2 separate regions of the Oryctolagus cuniculus genome follow, and region 2 is linked to region 1. Evidence: chromatin contacts called from public Micro-C data. All regions are on one chromosome and are shown on one strand. Each heading gives the region's core, a stretch centred on a gene start, on an enhancer-like site or on the middle of the called end of the contact. The rest is flanking DNA. Distances are from core to core; before and after follow the strand shown. Region 1 has its middle 98 kb from the start of HNRNPLL. Region 2 holds the start of ATL2 (atlastin GTPase 2).

What was found. Hi-C and Micro-C count contacts between places; a contact is called where the count stands out from the background.
Region 2: a contact with region 1 is called in a Micro-C map of ear pinna, with 2.9 times the contacts expected there. The contact joins the promoter of ATL2 here to the enhancer-like site in region 1. A contact is called at or near these places in 2 of 6 Hi-C or Micro-C datasets (ear pinna and psoas muscle).

The regions. Positions count from the first base shown.
Region 1 is chr2:164,379,641-164,383,111 of mOryCun1.1, reverse strand. No RefSeq gene overlaps it. Among named protein-coding and RNA genes, the nearest start is that of HNRNPLL, 98 kb to the right of the region's middle. Within about 2 kb of position 1,956, at least 3 of the 8 cell types and tissues checked have an H3K27ac peak or open chromatin away from gene starts, as enhancers often do. A contact at or near this core is called in ear pinna, where this site is marked.
Region 2 is chr2:164,484,817-164,488,287 of mOryCun1.1, reverse strand. It overlaps ATL2 (atlastin GTPase 2), which reads right to left and starts at 1,930. Exons shown (of 13, transcript XM_002709914.5): 1 at 1,661-1,930. The coding sequence starts at 1,778.

The DNA.
Region 1 (3,471 bases), core at 707-3,206:
TGACTCCACAGAAGGGCACCGAGGCTAGTGGAGCCTGTGAGAGGAATGTCAGAGCACAACCAAAGGGTACGCGTGGTCTCCCTGCAGAAAATCATTTGATTCAGCCGGAAAAGCAGCGAGTGTCCACAGAGAAATGTGTGCGTTCTTGGAGAACAGGGGGACAACAGTTCGAGGAGACACACCGACCTTTTTTGAGAAGCAGAGAGACAGGGAGAGAAGAAGACAGGCAGGGCTCCCGAGCACTGGCTCCCTCCTCAAACACCAGCAACAGTAGGGGCTGGAAGCTGGGAGCCCAGGCCTCCCACAAGAGTGGCAGGGACCCAGCCACTGGAGCCATTGCTACTGCCTTTAAGAGCCTGCATTGGCAGGACCCTGGACTCAGGAGCCAGAAGCAGGTATTGAACCCAGGCACCCTGACACGGGACATGTGTGTCCTAACCACCAGGCCAAATGTTTGCCCCAATCCTGGCTCTTAAAGCTAGCTTTATAACACACTAGACTCGAAGTTGGGACTGGGGGTGCAGAGGGGAGCAGGAAACTAGAAATACTTGGAAGTAACTCAGTTATATTTTTGACCAACACAAGCTAAGCCTCCCAAAGGTAATCTCATAGTCTTAGCTGGACTGTACCCTAAGGTTGTGTGATCAGTAAGGAGACAGGTAGGCATCAGAGAAAGAACCAGAGAACCAGGGTTACCTCTCAAACTCCTCCCCTGGCCAGCGACCCGAAATCACCGTTGTGGAAGAGCTACGCTCCAAGCCGGAACCAGCTGCTGACTGCGCCCTGTAATGACCCAAACTTAGATATGTCATTATAATAATAAAATATTGTATATGTAAATATTTATTTCATAAATAAAATATACTAAAATCACTCCTACTCGCGTCACGCACCTGACGCTGTGACACTTCCAAAACTTCCTAAACAGGCCAAATGTTGGGCAGTCACCACGTTCCCAGAACTCGCCACCATTTCCTGGAAAACTGCACCCTCCACACCTCCAGATCACATACAGGGATGACCACACGGGCTGCAACACCCTCCCCCCCCCCCCCCCCCCCGAGAACTCCCCTGCACTCCCTCTGAACTATGTACTTTTGCTTTTCTAATACATGGTATTCCTCTGCTAACCTTATCTGCATCTTGTCCTCAAATTGTTTCATTCTCAGAGACAAACCCTGGACTCCCTGGTGCACTAACGGCTGGTCTTCCTTCAGCTGCACCAAGAGGTTGGATGGGGAAGCGCTGTGGGAGGGACATCCTGGGAGCCCTTTGTCCTTGACCTTGGCTGGTTCTGGAGGAGGCCACCCGCCTCCCCCAGAAACAAAGTGTCTACAGGCCCCTGTTCAGGGGTTCATGGCTGCCCTGAGGCCAGTTTTCCACACGGTGTGTCTCGTTCATTTGCTTTGTTCATTTCTCTCTAAATCTGCTTCTTTAGCTATCCAAAAAGAGGGGCTTCTCAAAGCAGGGCTCCTGGGCCAGCAGCACCAGCAGCACCAGGGAACAAGTTAGGACTATAAATGCTCTGGTCCCAACCTGACAGCAGCACAGTTTACAGGTGGGGTCCGCCTTCTGCCTGCACAAGCCCTTCCCGCTGCTTCTTCCAGAACCACTGCTCAAGTGAAAGGTGGGCACACCCACAGACTTCAGCAACCTTCAACATTTAATCCTTTTGTTACTTACGGCCTGCTGCGGGCCGCTCGGGTTAAACTCCTCCACAGAAACACATCAGACTCCTTCATCCAACAGCTCGGTGCCCCAGGGTTATGAGGATGTCACTGAGGCAACCATTTCAACACTGGGGCCGAGAAGAGGCAGCACGACAGGGCCAAATTAGAATCTGATCCACTCGGCCGGTCTTCCTCTCCAGGGACGCGCACAGCGTACCCGCGCCCGCCTGTGGCTTCCCCCGCGCTATCAGCGTTGGCCAGACGACCGGAAGCGGCCCCAGCCCTGCACCAGCTGCTTCTTGTCTTTGGAAACTAGAGCACGGAGGGAGAGCTGCCCGGGGCCAGGCCAGCACAGGGAGATGGATACGCGACTTGAGCATTTCTCTACACTGATTCCCCACCCCCACACCCAGGAAAAACAGGACTGGAGCGCCCTGGAAGCCCAGCACACTGGCTCCTGTTCGTGTCCAACCCCTCCTCCCCACTCATTCCTAACCGCCTCTGGCAGTCTGCGTTTCAGGCCTGCCAAGACATTCCAGGACGGAGCAGCCAGCCATTCCTTCCCGCAGGTGGCCTGGCTGGGGTTGTCAAGCAAGAGGCCAAGGACAGGTATCTGTCACGGAGGCCAAGGGACGCCTGATCCCACAGCTACGGGCTGGGAGCTGTGAAGGCTGGAGACAGCCAACCACGCAGGAGAAGGGTGTGTTATGTAAGCAGGTCACGTGGGCTCATGCTATTGCTCTTCACCTGCTGCTAATTAGCGCACCGCCTGCCGGGAACAGAGTAAGGAACCATCGGCCCCTCTTGTGGGCTCACCTTACTGTCAGCGCATGGACCTAACGATCCTGTCTAGAAGGGTTCAGGCCAACCAAAACCACGTGGTAGGTTAGGTCCTGGAGATACTGGGAGTAAGCCACCAGGCGCCCTGTGCACCAGGAACTCATGGTCTAGGAGAGGGACAGGAACAAGTAAGCAGCTGTGCACACACACATGGTCCCCTTAAGGAAACCACCGCTGGTGTACAAAAATCCTGCAAAGGGCTGACGGTGGATGCTGGCAGACGCATTTCTCCAGGCTGAGAGGGCCGTGTGTGCCACAGCCCGGGAGGGAGGCCAGGATCTCTAATCCTGAAATGGTGAAATCAGGCTAAGATTCCAACAGCAGGAGCAGAGTCAAGAGAGCTGCCTCCTCCCAGCAGGGCCAGCAATGAGGCTCAAAATCCGAGTGTGAGAACCAGAGGGGAGAACAGGTCACACTAGGCCAGCACCAATGCACAAAGAAGGGCAGGGGCCTAGCACAGAGGCTTGCCCTTGAGGGCTGGGGGCACTGGCCCAAGGAGATGGCAGGTGCAGGCAGAGTGGGGCTTTTCTGCTGGAAGACATGTTGCCCAGGAACATTTCAAAGCCACCCTACCTGGCCCTCTGTGTCTGGGCGGGCACTGGCAGTGTGGGAGGGAGAATACAGAAATGGAGATCAGAAATCTTCCTGTGTGTACCCAAGAGGACGGTTTTGATATTTTTAGTTTAGTTTGTTGTTGAAGATTTATTTATTGATTGATTTGAAAGAGCTACAGCGAGCGAGGGAGAGACAGAGAGAGGAGAGAGATCTTCCATGTGCTGGTTCACTCCCCAAATGGCCACAATGCCCATGGCTGGGCCAGGCTGAAACCAGGAGCCACTAGCTTCATCTGAGACTGCCACGTGTGTGCAGGAGCCTAAGCACTTGGGCCATCCTCCACTGCTTTCCCAGGTGCATTAACAGAGAGCTGGATCAGAAGTGGAACAGCTGGGACTTGAACTGG
Region 2 (3,471 bases), core at 681-3,180, 110 kb before region 1:
AATAAATAAAAAGCCAAAAACCTATCAACCTATCATAGCAGACACGAGCATTTAATGAATGCTGGGCTCTAAACAGTCTCAAGAGTCTCATCTCTTTTCAATGTACCACAGGATAAAAACGATGTTCATAACCATGACAGAGTCAGAAATCTATGCTTCTCCTAATAAGGCAAATAACAAAACATTCTGGAATGACAACTAAACTAGGGTAACTTAAAAAAAAAAAAAATCACACACACCTCTTCCCCTAGGGTCCAAAAGAGCTGAATTAATCCATCAGCATTCCAAAGCATCTAACTACTCACAGAAATCCCAAGGAGCGCAGATGTGAGGGGAAACCCATCCGATAGTATTTTTGTTTTGCTACAGAGGGCTACCGTTTCTATAACCGGTCAAGTACTGTGGTTGGCAGGCAATAAAAATAAGCTTTATTTTCTTTTTCTTTTTGTCTCAGCAAAACTCGAATTTGTCATCACCTAAAGTATGGTCCAAGGGCTACCATGGAAGATGAAGTCTACTTCCAATAAACTTTCCTAGTAAAGTTGCAGCCTTGTGGTTAATATTCCATCGAAATGCTCTAAACTTAACCCAGCAAAACCTTTCTCAGATTATGAAAGGAGAAATCTAAAAACACCAGATCACACTTAATGTACCTGATGTATTCTTTAATTTGCCCACACTTTCCTGACTGTAGGCTTCGGCGAGGCATAAAAGCCTTGGGGTAAAAAACTTTATGCCTTCAACTACCTCGAAAATTCTCAATCAGGATTTCGTGCGTTCAATTCACAGCAACGAAAGATCAAATGCTAAGCTCCTAAAAATAGGGGTGTCAGGAGCGAGAGAGACACACACAACCCCCGGCTGCCAACGCAAATGCGTCTTCGAGGGGGCAGGGGCGCTCCTGGGACGCATACAGTAGGAGACAGTAGGAGCTCACATTCAGCAAAAACGGGGAGCGAGGGGTCAGGTGACTTCACCCCGGACACCTGCGGTCTGATCGGGCCTCACTGGCGTCCGAGGAACGAGTAACCCCCGCACTCACAGCCCACGGGGACACCTAGACCTGAGCCTGCAACCCTGGCCACGCGCGACTCGCGCGAACCGGCCCCGGGCCGAGGAGCCCCGGCCTGCGGACTGCGGTCCCCTCCAGCAGGCTGCCCGGGGAGCTCGCCAACCTGGCCGCGAGGTGACCGCTCCGCCCGCCTCCTCCTCCGCGGGGCCCATCAGTGAGTGCCCGCTGGAGGACGGGTCGCCCCGGCCGCGTCCCGAGCGCAGGCGCCGCCGACCTCCCCGCTCCCCGCGCCTGCGGCCCCGGCTCAAGGCCGCCCCCTCAGGTCGGGGCGGACACGGCTGCAGCCACGCGGCGGGAGAGCGGGCAGGGGGCCGGGCCGGGCGCAGACGCGCGCGCCGCCCGTTCGCCCGACAGCTGCCAGCTGCCAGCTGCCAGCGTCCAGGCCCCGCGGGCCGCCCTCTCGGGCCGCGCGCGGCGAGAGCACGGGGCGCGGCCGGGGCTAGGCCCAGCGGGCAGACGCGACGGCGGGAGGGGAACAGAGCCAGCCGGAGACTCCGACCCCGCCGCCTGCGGCCGGTGCCCGCGAGCCCGAGCGGCCCGCGCCCTCACCCCACCCGCGCCCTGCGGCCTCTGCCAGCCGGCCCGTACCTAGGGAGGTCGTGGACGAGACGTGGTTAACCTCGGCGCTTGAGTCGCTGGTCCGCCGCCGGCGCCGCAGCCCCTGGTGCGGCTGCTGCCTTCGCGCTGCCTCGTCCCCCTCCGCCATCTTGTACCGATTTAAAATTAACTCCCCACTGACGTCAAACGCCGCCGCCGCTTTATCAACCTCCCGGGAGCCGGCGGGGTGGCCGGCGGGTCCTAGCGCCGCCCCGGCCTGCCCCCGCCCCGGGCCGCCCGCAGGCTCCCTCGCTCCGCCCCCGCAATGCCGCCGGCCGCTGGCTCTCCGCCGCCGGCCGCTTCTGCGAGGAGCGAGGGAATCCGCGGCCGCCGCCGCTGCTGTCCCACGCCCCAGCCTCGCGGATCTCAGCGCCACACCCCCTGAGCGCTGGGCGGGCCTGTGTAGACCGAGAAAGACCTCTGGAGGGCCCGGTGCCTCCTTCCCAGCCCAGTCACCCGGTTCTGCCCACCGCTCCCGTGTGAGGTTGATTGGCGCCCGCACGTGCCGTGGCTCTGGCACTCTTTTCTTCTCCTCATCTCCACAGCCTTAGGCCCGCCCCCCGCACCCCTCCAGCTGTTGCTCGTGCCCGGCTTTTCTCTTGGTCTTTGCTGCCCTCACACAAGTCTGTAAGGCTATCCTTTCCCGTCCGCGCCCACCCCCAGCTCCGCATCCACTCCCCCGGCTTCTTAGCAGTCCATGCCGTAGCCCTCCTGCTCCTGGCTCTGGGGGGAGCAAGCCCAGAGCTGGGGCGGGGAAGCTGGTAGCAGGTGCTTCCCCGACTGTGATGAGCCTTCTTGTGGGGATCAGTAACATCGTGTAGAAAGTTCAAGTCGCTTTTTAAAAAATCAGTGTCGTCCCATGGAGGTGTCTGGGACATGGTACCTATTTCCTTAGATTTTTCTTTTTAAATCACATCACCAGCTGCTTCCGAAGTTCCTTCAGGTGTCCGAATGCTTGCCTTACCCAGTCTCGTCATAAAAGTCTAAAAACCACAGCCTTTCACCCTGCGAGATCCCATCAGGGACCCTCAAGCGTTAAGGAGATTCCCCAGACTGAGCTGCTGGCCCATTGGACTCCGAAGTGGTTCCTTCCCACTACCGGACCCTGTTAAGCTCATAGGCTGCACCTGCAGTGTCCGGAACAGGTCCAGCTTCCCAACTCCAAGAGGATGAGCCCTGGTCCCACGTTCACCTGCAATCGCTCCGGTTAAAAGCCTTCCTCCATTCTTCCTCTTGAATTTCTTATCCCAGTGATACCTCAGGGTTACTCCAGACCCTCTCCTCGCCTGCCCTCCGTACCCAGCAATCCCACGGGAAGTCACTTCCCGCTTGGGCGTCTCTCCCCCTGCTCACCTCCTCTCCAGCCCATCAGCCCTTCCTGATTCAGGCCCTCATCATCTCCCACCTGACCTGTTGCAGTAGCCGCCCATGGCTGCCCTTCTCCCTTGCTGCCTCGGCACAGCAAGTCTGATCCTGCAGTGTCTCTGCCCCGGATGACGCCCAAACTCTGGAGCAGTGGACAAGGACTTTCTTGATTTTTGGCTCCGTCTGTACACGGAGCCTCATGTTTCCCCACACAGGCCTCCCTCCCTTCACTCTCTTCCTTCAACAAATATAACAGGATTCTTAGAGGACCAAATCAAATAACACATTGAGAACGTGTTCTTGACTGTAATCAGCTAACATGTATGAGATGTTTCCTGTCCCAGGCACTGTTCAGAGTGATTCGCGGGTGTTAAATCACGGAGCCGTAACAGCAACCCTGGGTTAGAAATGCTGTTAGATGAGAGAAACAGAGGCGC